2 separate regions of the Zea mays genome follow, and region 1 is linked to region 2. A link is a contact called in public Hi-C data. All regions are on one chromosome and are shown on one strand. The core of a region is the stretch at or near the end of the contact, and the rest is flanking DNA. Distances in the headings are between cores, read along the strand shown.

Evidence for each region. Hi-C and Micro-C count contacts between places; a contact is called where the count stands out from the background.
Region 1: a Hi-C map of leaf shows a contact between it and region 2, with 4 times the contacts expected there. The contact joins the promoter of LOC100192938 here to the enhancer-like site in region 2. A contact is called at or near these places in 3 of 25 Hi-C or Micro-C datasets (ear, leaf and tassel).

The regions. Positions count from the first base shown.
Region 1 is chr1:165,030,732-165,037,122 of Zm-B73-REFERENCE-NAM-5.0, forward strand. LOC100192938 (putative RING zinc finger domain superfamily protein) reads right to left here and starts at 1,821. Exons shown (of 3, transcript NM_001138119.2): 1 at 1,604-1,821; 2 at 667-893; 3 at 1-556. The coding sequence starts at 1,747. The coding sequence ends at 190.
Region 2 is chr1:164,821,116-164,827,898 of Zm-B73-REFERENCE-NAM-5.0, forward strand. No RefSeq gene overlaps it. Among protein-coding and RNA genes, the nearest start is that of LOC118473082, 29 kb to the left of the region's middle. Within about 2 kb of position 2,621, at least 2 of the 20 cell types and tissues checked have an H3K27ac peak or open chromatin away from gene starts, as enhancers often do. A contact at or near this core is called in leaf, where this site is marked.

The DNA.
Region 1 (6,391 bases), core at 571-3,070, 210 kb after region 2:
AATCGCTGAAGCCGCAAAGCTCAGTACTACCAGTCTACCTCAACGGGCAAAGGAAGAAGAAAAGAAAAAAAACCCATACTAGTGGAGTGGTTACAACAAGAGGTGAGCAGCGACACACGGTTAATAAAACCATCGTCATCCAGTTCCACACTTTCCATTCATTCATCCATCCTTCCTTCCTTCCTGCTGTTAGGAGCGAGCTCGCACGGTGGCCCGGCAGTAGGGGCAGTCGGCGCGGGACCGCAGCCAGCGCTGCAGGCAGGCGGAGTGGAAGACGTGCCCGCAGCGCAGCTGCGTGAGCCCGCCGCCGGCGCCGCACCTCTCCAGGCATATGGAGCAGTCAGAAGCTGCGTCCGCGGGCGCGGCTCGCCCGTCTTCTGCTTCCTGTACCGCGGAGGCCGCCGGTTTGGGGAACACAGGGATGGGTTCACGTTCACCGGGCTGGAACTGGAACTGGAAGCAGCTGGTTTGACCGCCGCCCGAAGAGGCGTCAACGACGGGGCGAGCGAGTCCTCCAGCTCCAGCCCAGAGTGTCTGCAGCGGCCATGTCTTGTGCCTGCAAGCAACGGACGAGAGCACACACAGCAAGCGTAGATGTAGATTGATGAGCGTGTTGCCAGATTTAATTACGTGCAGCTAATAAGAGTTTGGTTAACGCACGAGGACCTTCGTCCCGCCGCCAGGACCAGGTCCACGCTGCCGAGCCTCTGAAGGAGCCGTTCCCTGGCCTGCTGCACGGCGTCGGGAAGCCGGCCGTGGTCCGACCCCGACGTGCTGCGGTGGTGAAGCCCTGCGCTGGAGGCCGTGTGAAGAAGCCCTGCTGCCTTTCCGACTGGCCCCGGAGGCTTGGCTGCAGCAGCGTGATCCCTTTGGTGCCCTGGAACATCATGCTCCTGTGCAGCTAGATTCAGTAGCTAAACTACTGCCAAGCTTTGTTCGCAAATGTAGATGAATTGAAGGGAACACATCAACACACACACATGATAACACAAATTTGCCCATTCAAGTTTATACCAATTGTACAAGCCCACATCGTTTTTACACTCTCTTTTCTTTTGACTAATATTTTGAGAGGCTGCAATCATCCATGCCAGGGATTCATCCATGCTTTCTAACTTAGGATATCCTCTGTTTTTTTTTTTTGCCTGCTAGGTTCGCTACAATAATACTCTGCCTAGTTCGAGATGGACTATGAGCTAACTTCTCATTCAAGCGGTGCCGAATATTCCAGGACGCTGGTGGACTCCTCGATGCTCCTGAAGAACGAGGAGGCTAGGCCTAGGCCTTCATCGAAACCGAATTACTGATGGACTCCTCAACCATAAGGGTGTACAGTACAGTACACTAGACATCTGCATCCATCGGCAGCTCTGCTCCACCAAGAAAACACCAACCTTTTTTCTCCGTTACGGATACGATCTGCAGTCTGCTGGAAGACCGGAGTTTTGGAATCAAGAAGAAAACCCTCCGGTTTCTTCACTCGGGGAAAACGCAAAAGGCCGCGGCTTTAATTTACTTATTTATTTATGTAAGCAAACAAAACGGCAGGAGGTGAGAGGGAACGGAACGGCAGCGTGTTGTTGGGTACTCGGTCAGTACTCACCGGCTTCTGGTGAGAGGAGGAGAGGGAGCCGCTGCGGCGGCGGCGGCGGGGGCGGCGGGGGTCGGGAGGCTCGGGACCCGGGTCGTCAGGCGGCGCCGGCGCGGGGCGGCGCTGGAAGTAGACGAGCTTGGAGGCGATCGGCATGCAGGAGGGGCAGCTGAGAGCTGAGAGGGGAGAGGAGCCTAGCCGTGGCGAACTGTTACAGCTCCACCCCAGCTGCTTTCTTTCTCTCAGCTCTCAGCTCATATAGTGGCGTCGTCGGTCAGTGCTGAATTGCCTTTCTTGGTGTACTCCTTCGCGATGGGGGTTATTCAGGGGGTCAATCTTGTCGCTAATCTTGTTCGTAGAAAGCGACAGATATTTCGTGTCTGTTTTCTTTCCGTGCGCTGCAAGTGCGAGGTCAGACGGGAGAACTGTAGACGCGTGGAGGTGGACGGGAGAAAGGCAAATCCAGGGCGTCCAGCACATATTATGCAAATGGAACTGGCAAGAGCAACGTCATCAGTTACAGTTAGGCTTATTAAGCTGACGGTTACTTCAGGAGTTAATGCTACCCTCCTCTTTTTGCGCTTTTACTCCATCGGTGCTTTTGCTTGAAAAACACACACTCTCCGCATCGTACTCGCTCTCTCCCTCCAAAATTAAAATCCTTTTTTACCGTTTTAGTATATTTGTCTATATCCCTTATCACCCATACAAATGGAGACATAAAAATTTAGAGCTAAAACGACTTCTAGTTTAGAGCGGAGGGAGTACAATAGTATATGTCGAAGAGGAAATCTTCGGCCGGGTGGCGGAATGCACCCGCCCTAAATCCTAAGATGAGGAGGGACCTAAGCGTTTTGCTTGTCTGCTAAGCGATGAACGAATCATAAGAACACACAACAGTTTAGAGTGGTTCGGGCCGCCGGAGCATAATACCCTACTCCACTGTGTGATGTATTGAGCTCGGGAGCTTGTATGAACTTGTGAGCCTGAGATGGATCTAAGTGTGTCTGAGTCTTGTAACGTTGCGTGCCTCCCCTTTTATAGCTAAAGGGGGGCATGTACAAGGGTGCTGAGCCCCGACATGCGGGCCCAGGGACATAACAGATGTAACACTTGAAGCAACTAATGCTGGTCGCCAGTGCAATCTTCTTGTGCCCTGATATCTGCGGTCTACGTAGCATTGGCGTGCAGCGGAAGTTTCCCTAGCAACGTACGAGTGATGATGAGCACAGTGCACCTCGCAATACGGGCGTACTGCCTGCCAACGAAATTGACAGGCACGCCGCCTGCGGGACGGTCTGGTCGTCGCCTGCCAGCAGAGTGGACAGGGCACATTTAATGCTGAGGCGGCACATCGCTTGTCAGTGGAGTAGACAGGGTGCATTTAATGTTGAGGCGGCACATCACCTGCCAGTTTGACAGGCGACACGCCTCACCCGCAATAAATGCGCGCGGCCCAGAGGCCTTACGTCCGGCTCCGCCCGTTGGCTTACGTCACAGGCAGCTGGCCACGTGGCAGCATCGGGTCTCCGCCTGAGCGGGGAGCAGAGACGTACGCAATATGGTTCGGAAACGTGTCGGCTCCGGACCCCCGCCTGGCCTTGATTAAGGTCCGGGTACTCCTCCTAGAATCCCGGGAGCTTGTTGTGAGCGACTTGGGCCCCACACAGGGAGGTCCGGTTCCCGTCTCGGGGGTCCAGTTTATACTCGCGGAGGTCCTGGATCCTGCCCGGAGGTTCGGGCTGTGTATCCAGGGGTCCGACACTTTCCCGTGGGGGGCCGGACCCACTGTTGACACCATGGAGTATATTGTCTCCTCCGGCCACGTGGCGGCCCCAGTGCCGCCCATGTGGCGGGGTCAGCCGCTGTTTGCCACATGGCTAGAGGCAGCCGCATGGACTCCGCGCTTTCACACTGTAGTAAGGGGTACCCCTGATTCAGGGTACCGACAGTGGCCCCCGGGCCCGCCTTAGGGGAGGAAACGAGCCTGCAGGTGGGGCCAAAGCTTGATTGGCGATTGGCACGCTGCTTCTGTGCGCTTGCTGACACAATAACTGCCAGCTCGCCTCTGGTCACGCCAACTGTCACGCCTATCCCCGCGGCTGACTGACCCGTGGTCTCCGCACTTGATGGTTTTGCTGAGCCACGCGCGGGGTGCCTCGATGCCACTGCATTGGTTTTGAAAGTTCACCTTTTTTGTCCTTTGCGGCGGCCCTGAGGGGGCGCAGTATGGGCGCGAGCAGCGATTCGACTTCTCTGCACCCAGGGGCCGGCGCCCAAGGAGGATGACTCGTGGGCCCGGGCCCCCGTGTCAGAGACTGTGCTGTTGGTTTTCGGCGGGGATGAAGAGGCGTGGCGGTTCGCTCCTCGCGTGGCGGTTCGCCTTCTTCGCACACGGAGGCCGACACCCAAGGAGAATGACTCGTGGGCCCGGCCCCCCGTGTCAGAGGTTGGTCCGTTGCTTTCGACAGAGATGAAGAGGCACGGCGGTTCGCTCCTCACGTGGCGGTTTGCCCTCTTCGCACACGGAGACCGACGCCCAAGGAGTATGACTCATGGGCCCGGGCCGCCATGCCAGGGGCTGGGTCACCTTGGCGCGCATCGGGCGAGATCTTCCGTGGTGCTTCGGGGCATCAGTGGGGGAATCTTTCTTTAAAAAGCAGATTCCCCCGAGCGCGGTAGCCATTCTCATCACTCGCAGCGCCCTTTCGCCCTTGAGTTCTCCGCGCTCTTCTGCCGTCGTAGCCGCCATGGCCTTGCTAGACCCTCCCGAGCGCCTCTAGCCCGAGGTGGCACTCTACTTGGTGCGCAACCTGCCCGGATGGGGTGTGCTAGCGTTCGCTGGAAGGATCCGTGTCGGCGCCTTTCCTCACGGCGATCTCGCCGCCGGAGAGTACGTGCTCTTCCTCCCCAGCGGGTTGGCGCTGCCGATCTCGTCTTTCTTCGTGCTGCTGCTGGAGGAGCTCGACCTCCAACCTCGGCACTTCACGCCCTGCTTCATCCTTCAGGTAGCCATCATCGCCTATCTCTGCAAGATATCCGTGGGGGCGACGCTTCTTCCTCCAGCATTCGGCTTCAAGGATGTTCATCAGCCTTGCGGAGGTGGAGAGCGAGTTGAGCTGCAGCTCCATCTTTCGTGTGAGCTTCACCAGTGTCTCATGGTGCACCGCCATGAACTCGTCTAGCTCCAACTCTGTCGGGTGGGAAGCGAGCCGAGCTGTGGCTCCATCTCTTTGGCTTTGATGGCTTCGGTGCCGCCTCCAACGGTGACCGCTGGCCCGCTGCTGAAGACGCCACCCAGGAGGTCGTACAAGATGTCGTGGAGATGGCGGTCGCGCGCTTCCAGCGCGACCCTACTGATGTCGAGTAGGTCATACCTATAGACATAATGCTAGGGTCTCGCTTGAAGGAGAATGTAATAACTTTGTTTTTGTAAGGTACTTTTGAGTACTACTTACCGAGCACTATTAGCACTTATCTGCGTACTATTTGCCCCTGTTGTGTGTGGCGTTGCCGACTCTTCCCTGGTACCTGGCCCCCCTGGGATGTAGGCTCGACGTGTCGAGGCTGGATACCAGCATACCTAAAAAGAGTTGGCAACAGGCCCTAGGAGGCAGCCTCGACTGGGACCTGGACCTAAACACAACTTCAGCTAGGGAGCGTTAGTAGCACACCCATAGGACCCATCGCCTGATACTAGCCATCCTTTGATACAGGCACGGGACCTGCAGGATTTAGTCTGGGAAGCCAAATTGTGTGTCCGGACCCCCTGGACCACGGTTCTAGATACTAGGACACCCGTCGCAGAGTAGTGGAGTGTGGAGGTGATGAGGACATCACTATGAGTACGACTACACCAGCAGCACCTCCACATCAAGCGCCACTTCCTTCATTAGCTGGGCCAATCACTCGGGCCCGTGCCAGAGATCTTAACTTCGTCATGCTACTGAAGAATGAGGGCCCAGAAGAATAGACGACCAGCCCAACTGTGGCCCATAGTGGACGACCTAGGGTTGGCCGCCCCTAGGGGCTGCGCCCCTCTCTATTTAACCAGGAGCTGCGCCTCCTTTGTTGTGGAGTTTTGTTTTACGTTAGCCTTAGCTACTCTCGAACACGCGCAAATCTGCGCTGTCTTCGTGTATTCAGAACTCCACCCTCGAGTAATAGATTAGATTGCTCGCATCTTTTTCTTGTTCGTTCTTCGATTGCGCACAGGAAACGATCTTCGTGATCAGGCCGATCTCGCATCAGCAAGGTCGGTAACCACAGGGAGTTGGTTCAGCGATTGCATTGGCGCCTCGGGCTTGCTCGTCGTAGTCGGATCGCAAGGGTCATCTTCCGCCAAATCGGAATTATCTCTACTCGCCGAAAGATCGGGCACCTCAGCTACATCAATTGGTATCAGATTTTCCAGGTTGATCGGTGAGTTTATCGAGCGTTTTTTTTTTCCTACAGTCCACAAAACCACATAAAAATTCAGGTTAGACCTTATACCAGCACCCTTTTGAGCCTCGCACCTTCTTTCAATAATCTGCATTGTTGAATTTGTGTGCTTTCGCGTCATTTGTTGCTGGTCGCATTGTGTTTTTTTTTCTCACAATCCTTCTTTCTTCCTTGTTTTTCTCCTTCGGTTACATCAAACCCTAACGCGCCGCAACCATCTTCCTTATTTTTCTCCTTCGGTTACATCAAACCCTAGCGCGCCGCAACCATCTTCCTTGTTTCTCTCCTTCGGTTACATCAAACCGAGTCAACACCGCTTCCTTGTTTTTCTCCTTCGGTTACGTCAAAAAAAAACAG
Region 2 (6,783 bases), core at 1,371-3,870:
CCGACTTAACTCACATGGTCTTTATATGCCTCTTCCTGTTTCTAGTGCACCTTGGGAGGATATTTCTATGGACATTGTTTTGGGTTTGCCTAGAACAAAGAGGGGGAGTGATAGCGTTTTTGTGGTTGTCGATCATTTCTCCAAGATTGCACATTTTATACCCTATCACAAAACTTATAATGATTCGTATGTTGTTGATTTGTTCGTCACTGAGATTATGTGGTTGCATGGTGTGCCAAATACTATTGTTTTTGAGAGGGATGCTAAGCTTTTAAGCCATTTTTGGAGAACCTTATGGTTTACATTGGGAACAAAGTTGCTATTTTCTACTACTTGTCATCCCCAAACTGATGGACAAACAGAGGATGTTAATCGCACTTTATCTACTATGTTGCGTGCTGTTTTAAAAGATAATTTGAGGTTGTGGAAGGAATGTTTGCCGCATATTAAGTTTGCTTATAACATATCATTTCATTCCACAACCAAGCTTAGTCCATTTATGGTAGTAAATGGTTTTAATTCTTGTGCTCCAATTGATTTGGTACCTTTACCAACTTCTGAAATAGTGAACTTGGATGCTACACAATGTTCTGAATTCTAAATTCACTCTTAAGTTGCATGAAATAACTAAGTTGCAAATTGAAAAGATGAATGAAAAATATCGTATTGCTGCTAGTAAAGGTAGGAAGGATATAAAATTAGAACCAGGTGGTGTGGGTTCTTTGAGAAAGGATATGTTTCCTAATTTGAGAAAGTCTAAACTCATGCCACATGTTGTTGGGCCTTATAAAGTTCTTGCAAAAATTAATGATAATGCGTACACAATTGAGTTGCCACCTAATTTTGGGATTAGTCCCACCTTTAACACGATCGCGTGCACGACAACTAAATATTCATGTACATTCTACCCTAGTCAATTACGTTTTAGAGCTTACGCTCAGGACCATAGATGTTTAATGATTAGAAACATTGGAAAGGACCAACAAGGACTTGGGAAAGGCCAAGGGATTGAGGAGGAGGAGCAATGGCGTCCACAACAGGAAGGACATCAAGTCCGTCTCAGCTGCGATTCTATCTGGGGTTCCATGTCCAGCCTGTACAAAAATGGGTGCCCAGTACGCATTCATACTTCGATTGCGGCGAACTTGATATGGTTGGAAAGATAAAGAAATTATCTAACCAACCCAACTGGTTCCACCTTAAAATTCATCCAGAGTCAACGGGAATCGTCGAAACAATTCTGTTTGGTGCTGCGACACCGTCTGTTGGACCGTTGGCCCGTGTATCGCGTTGGAGACCATTAGGGACGAGACCAGTGGTCACGCACGCCCTAATACTCTATATATTCAGCAGCTGTCGTCACATTAGGGTGGATTTTGCTTAGATTATTCTGTCATCGAACAATATTACTGTCATCGGCTTGTGAGACCCCATCTCGTAATTAACACAGTTTGGTTGCGTTCTTTCTGTTCTGGCTTGTGTTCTTGATTGCGCTTGCAGGGATAAGCCTTCGTGGCGAGGTCACTCGTGTGTTACGGGTGATAACCAACAGAGCAGAGGTGTAGTCATTGCGAGGAGCCGTTCGCTCGGAGTCTTGGATCATCAACGTCGAGATCTCCACCCAATCAAGTTATCATACCTCACGGAAGATCGGGCCTCATCCTCTATCAAGCTGGTCACCCGCGATGTTCTTAGACGACGTAAAGTCACATAGAAATTAATAGATCAATTCGAGGAGGAGATCTTGAGTGAGGTAGATGAAATAGATCTTGCCTCTTAAGAGATAACCACGTGATTAGATGGATAACCACGCATGAGATAAAGATAATCATCCGAGTCAATCCGATCGCTGTCCGCGCCCTAGGATCGGACCGTCCGCCACTTTTAATGTTCAACGCTATGGAATTCTGCACTCCAACGATGATTATCGATAAATTATATTTAGCTTCAGCCAGCAGAGCAGAAACAGAGTGCCAACAGACAGATTCGCTGATGAATAGGCATGCGAGTTAATACGGCCGATGGTGGTTTGCAAACAGTAATTTGCTTATTTGTATTCATTTCGTTTAATTGTCTCTGTTTGTAGAAGTACGCAGTCAAACTGAAAACGCTAGGGATATCGTCGATGTCTTGAAGTTGAACGATTGGAAGATGTAGTCCAGGTTCTTCGTTTGTAGTAATAGGTTAAACCAACTGAAGCACGGTCAAGACAAGAACCCCATTGCCATTTACATAGAAGTGAAGGTAACAGAAGAAATTCAGATCATAGTCAGCTGTCTGTTTCATATAAAAAGATGGTGAAACTGAAAAACAAAAGTTTGTGAACATTGTAAAATGTAATGCACACCAAAAGAGAAAAAATGTCATTTTTTAAAACAATGAAACAACAATATGTGAAATAAAAACTAAGTACTAGTTTGGCAAAATGGATTCTCGTTTTCTAAGGGATTAAAATTTTTGTAAAGGAAAATGAATAAATTTCATTTGGAAAAATTAAAATCTATTTAAAAAATGAGGTTACCAAAAGTCCAGAAAAGAACAGAATAACCGAAACAAAAGGATACAAACTGGGCCCAACAAAAAAAAGAAAGCCCAATAAAGAAAATCAAAACGGAAACCAGAACGATGAGGCATACATGGGCCAAAGCTTGCATCAATCGGCTGAGAACAAAAGTTGTTGAGATCAAAGTGTATAATAGCCTCTACCACCTTGTTTCTGTCATTGAAATAGTAAGAAAACATGTTTAGATCATCTCATTTGGATGCCGGACAAAGGAGTAGAAATTCATGAAAGTTATGCCGGCACTGTGGATCCACCGAGTACTGTTTCAGGTATCTACAAATTTTATCTTACTATATATTTTCAGAAACAACTCTACCATTCAACCTATGTCAAAACCCCTTAATTATTTATTTATTTAATTATTTTGTTCATCGCTACGCCAATAGCTAGCTCCGATCATAGAACATCAATCATTCATTAATAAAAAAATGCAATGATATACTATATGCACGTTTCTGCTAATTAAAGAATATACAAGATTTGCATCCATGCATCGACAAGTCAAAAAGCATGCAATCAGCTAGCTTGATCCTTCCTAGCTTACTTTGAACCCCCCTCTATTCAGACGGCTTAAATTCATTCAATCATACACATTGACACTGTTTAACTGCAGAGTGCAGACTGAAACATTATGTAGAGTCCAAACTGGTTAAAATTCACACATATGCAACCAAATGTATCGACGTTTCTTAAAAAATTGTACATACTACCTTGCATTGAGACATTTTCAATCGTTCACATATATGCAACCAGATGTATCGACGTTTCTTAAAAAAAATGTGCATACTACCTTGCATTGACTTCTTTTCAATGTTACATACCATGTTTATTGATTGGTCAAAGATACTTACTACTTCTTCTCGTTACTTTTTTTCCTCAAATGTTCACAATTATGCAGGTATAAACTGAACATCTGATAGAACCGCTAAAGCAACTATGTTCTACTTTGAAACTATCGTTACTAATAGTGTTAGAAAATTATCTATATCACTATTAGCATCTACATCAAATTCAACGATAGCTCCATCAGAAATTGCAGCTATTGTCTTTCTCAAATTTACATTCCTTAACACTCATGACAGTGAATCATACCGAGGCCAAAGTAAAACATTCATTCTTAGGTACATGCGCGTGCTGGCGCGCGTAAGTGACTAGTTAGTTTTAGTTGCACCTACGTCACTACGGTTATATACAATTTCTTTCCACAACACAAATTAACATGAGTTGCGGTAGTCAGAAGCGAGTGCTCTTGTCGGGCATGATAATTAGGGGTACCCAGAATACGCCCCTAAAATGCGCTCAGAAAAGGTTAATTGCTCAGACATAATCCCCGAAGACGCACCTCATAATGAAATTCTTGTATTTGTATTAAAATTTGTGAAACAAGTTTGAGTTTAAAAATTAGAATTTGAAAATAAAAGGGGAACATAAAAGAAAAGGATGGGAATTTAAAGGAAATCATTTATTTCTCCATAAATAAATAACAAGAAAAATAATAACTAATAATATTAAAAATAGCAGTGGTAATATTCATAGTAGTAATGATTTTGACACTGGGAGTCTGAAATTCAAAACAGGGATTTGAATATGGTTCAAATGCTTCAAATTTGGAAAAAAGTAAAAGAATAAAAAAATAAAAAAGATTTACCAGCGCCTTGGGCCGGGTCTTCACTGGCAGCCCAACTTCCCTTCACCCGCTGGCCCAGCCTGGGCGTCGTTCTGAGGGTTGAGTCACCGCCATGTGGGCCAGTGGTGTCAGCCTCTCTACTGGGCGTCGCACGCGTTCAGTCATTGTCGCACGGGCCCCTAGCGTCAGCGCCAACTCCCCGTAGATCTCGCAGGCCATGAACGACTTTGGTTGAACTCCGCGCGGTTCCTCAGGCTCTGATCAATCCTCGTCGCCGCAAGACTCATTCCTCGCCCTATATAGATGGCCGACCACCTGGGCTTTCAGTTGACCCGGGGCTAGATTCGCCGCGCCTCGCAACCATTCCTCTCCTTCTGCCGCTGGCATTGCCGTGGGTAGCCACACCCGGATCTCACCATGACCGGGCCTCTGCTCTCGTGGGGCGACCGTGGGGATTCCTCGTGGCACGGGGAAGCTGGTCGTGGAGTCCGTGTGAAGAAAGCTCGTCCCAAGCTGTGGCGATTGCTCACCGAAGACTGATGTCCGCCGTGGAACCAAGCTCTTCCGTGGTCGGGTGTCGCCGCTCCAAAATCGCCGGTGAGTCCCCATCCGCGTGATTCGCCTTTATCTCTACTATGCAACACTGCACTCGAATTCGACGATTAGACTCGTGCGCACCAATATCCATCACGCCAGCGTTATGAGCAGGTGTTTGCTCCGCCGCGGGACGTCTGGAGGTAGAAGGGAGGCCTCTGACAGTTAAATCAACTATCGAACCCATGGTGGGCGGACCTCTGTTTCAATCCGGTCAGTGGCGTGGTCAGTACGGGAGTCCTCGACTCGCGTGCTCGCCGGCGAGCTATGCCACGCGGGGCGGCCGACTTTGTTATGTTCGAGGTCTGGCAATTGAAGACGATGGATATTCACCGTTGGATCCGCGATGAAGGATTGAGGTAAGGGGAGTTGTATCGGTCGTACATCGGAAATCCAATGGCTAGAGCGGTTTAATGCGGGGGAGAGGTTTCTGACCGTAGATTTCGGATCGGTTGGTCGCCAGCGCATACCAGTTGGGGCAACTAAGGATCTAATCAGAACCATCGGTTTTGAATCTGACGGCTCAGCCCGTCCGATACCCCTTCGCCGATAGACTTTGCTAAAGAGACCCCCGAAGAGAGTCAAATTAACCCGCAGTCCAGTGAATAGTATTCTGAGTCTAGGGATTAATTTCTCTGTGGCCCCTGCCTTCTCTGAAAATTTGGTGCGCAATCCGGGTAATAAGGAATATCATATAAATAATATCAGAAATCGATTTTTAACACAAAAATAATTCTAGGAGCTTGTAAAATCCATATAAATTTTATTTTAGCTTCTTTTCAGTTCATTCCAGTTTCTAGAATTTTGTAAAATTATTGTTTATCACTTAGTGTCTCTGTTTTGACATGAAAACAATAATAAAAGTGATTTCTTAATTAATCTTATGCGAGACAATTAAAACCTTTGAAAATTCATAACTCCTCCGTTTTAAATCCGATTTGATCCGTTCAAGTTGCGTTTGTCTCATACAAATATTTACTATGCAATAACAACATTTATTATACCATGTCCCATTCTTTTATAATTAGATCTTTATTTAACTTACGTTGGTTAGTCTCGTTAAACTACTTATCATTATAATCTACTAGAATATAATCTATGGTCAATTTATAACTTATATTTAAGTTGAGATAATTATTTATAGAATAACCTCTCATATGATTTAAATTAACCAAAATATAATATAGTTTAATATTTTAATCACACAGACCTTTTATAAAATCATAACTCCTTAATCGTAACTCTGATCTTAGTAGTTCTCGATCCCGCGATCCCGTAACTTCGTGTAGATCATTGTTATACATTTTGTTCTTATGTGTGGTGTGGTGTGGTGTGATGTTAATTTTATCTATACCATGGTTGTTTGAATTGCTACGACTAGCAGTGAGGTCGCGAGGATCAGAAGAATCACCCTGGTAACTGGAATCTCAAGTGCCAGGCAAGTTGTGCCCTTATAATCACATTTGTTTACCTAATAATGTTCTTTATTATCACTTATTCGTGCATAGGTTTAATTTTGATGGGACCCAATAGGTCACCCTAGTCTGTTATCCTTTTTACCTTGTTTACCCCTCAATCACATGGGTAGTTTTGCTATTGCTTTACATGGTTTTTGGTTTAATATTTCATTATATACATGTTCCAGTTATTCTGTTATTTTACTTATGTTCATGTCAAGATCATTAAATGTAAATTGCAACATGGAGCTTAACTTGAGAAACACGTGCCACCAAAAGGGTTTAATGGGACGCCCTTGGCCAACTAACTAGGAAAGCGAGTGGAAGACTACCTTATCCGAAAGGGGCAAGGGCAGTAGGGGATTGCATGCAAGGAGGTTCTCAGGTTGATTTTGCTACGATGGCGGTCAGACAGGGGATTCTTGCAAGTGCTCTTCCCATAAACTGTAGCGGGTTTTTGGAAGCTAGTGGAACTTTGTAAAGGCCTCGTAGTGGATGCCTAGCCATTCACCTCGGTAGTGTCTAAGGGTCTAGCTAACCCT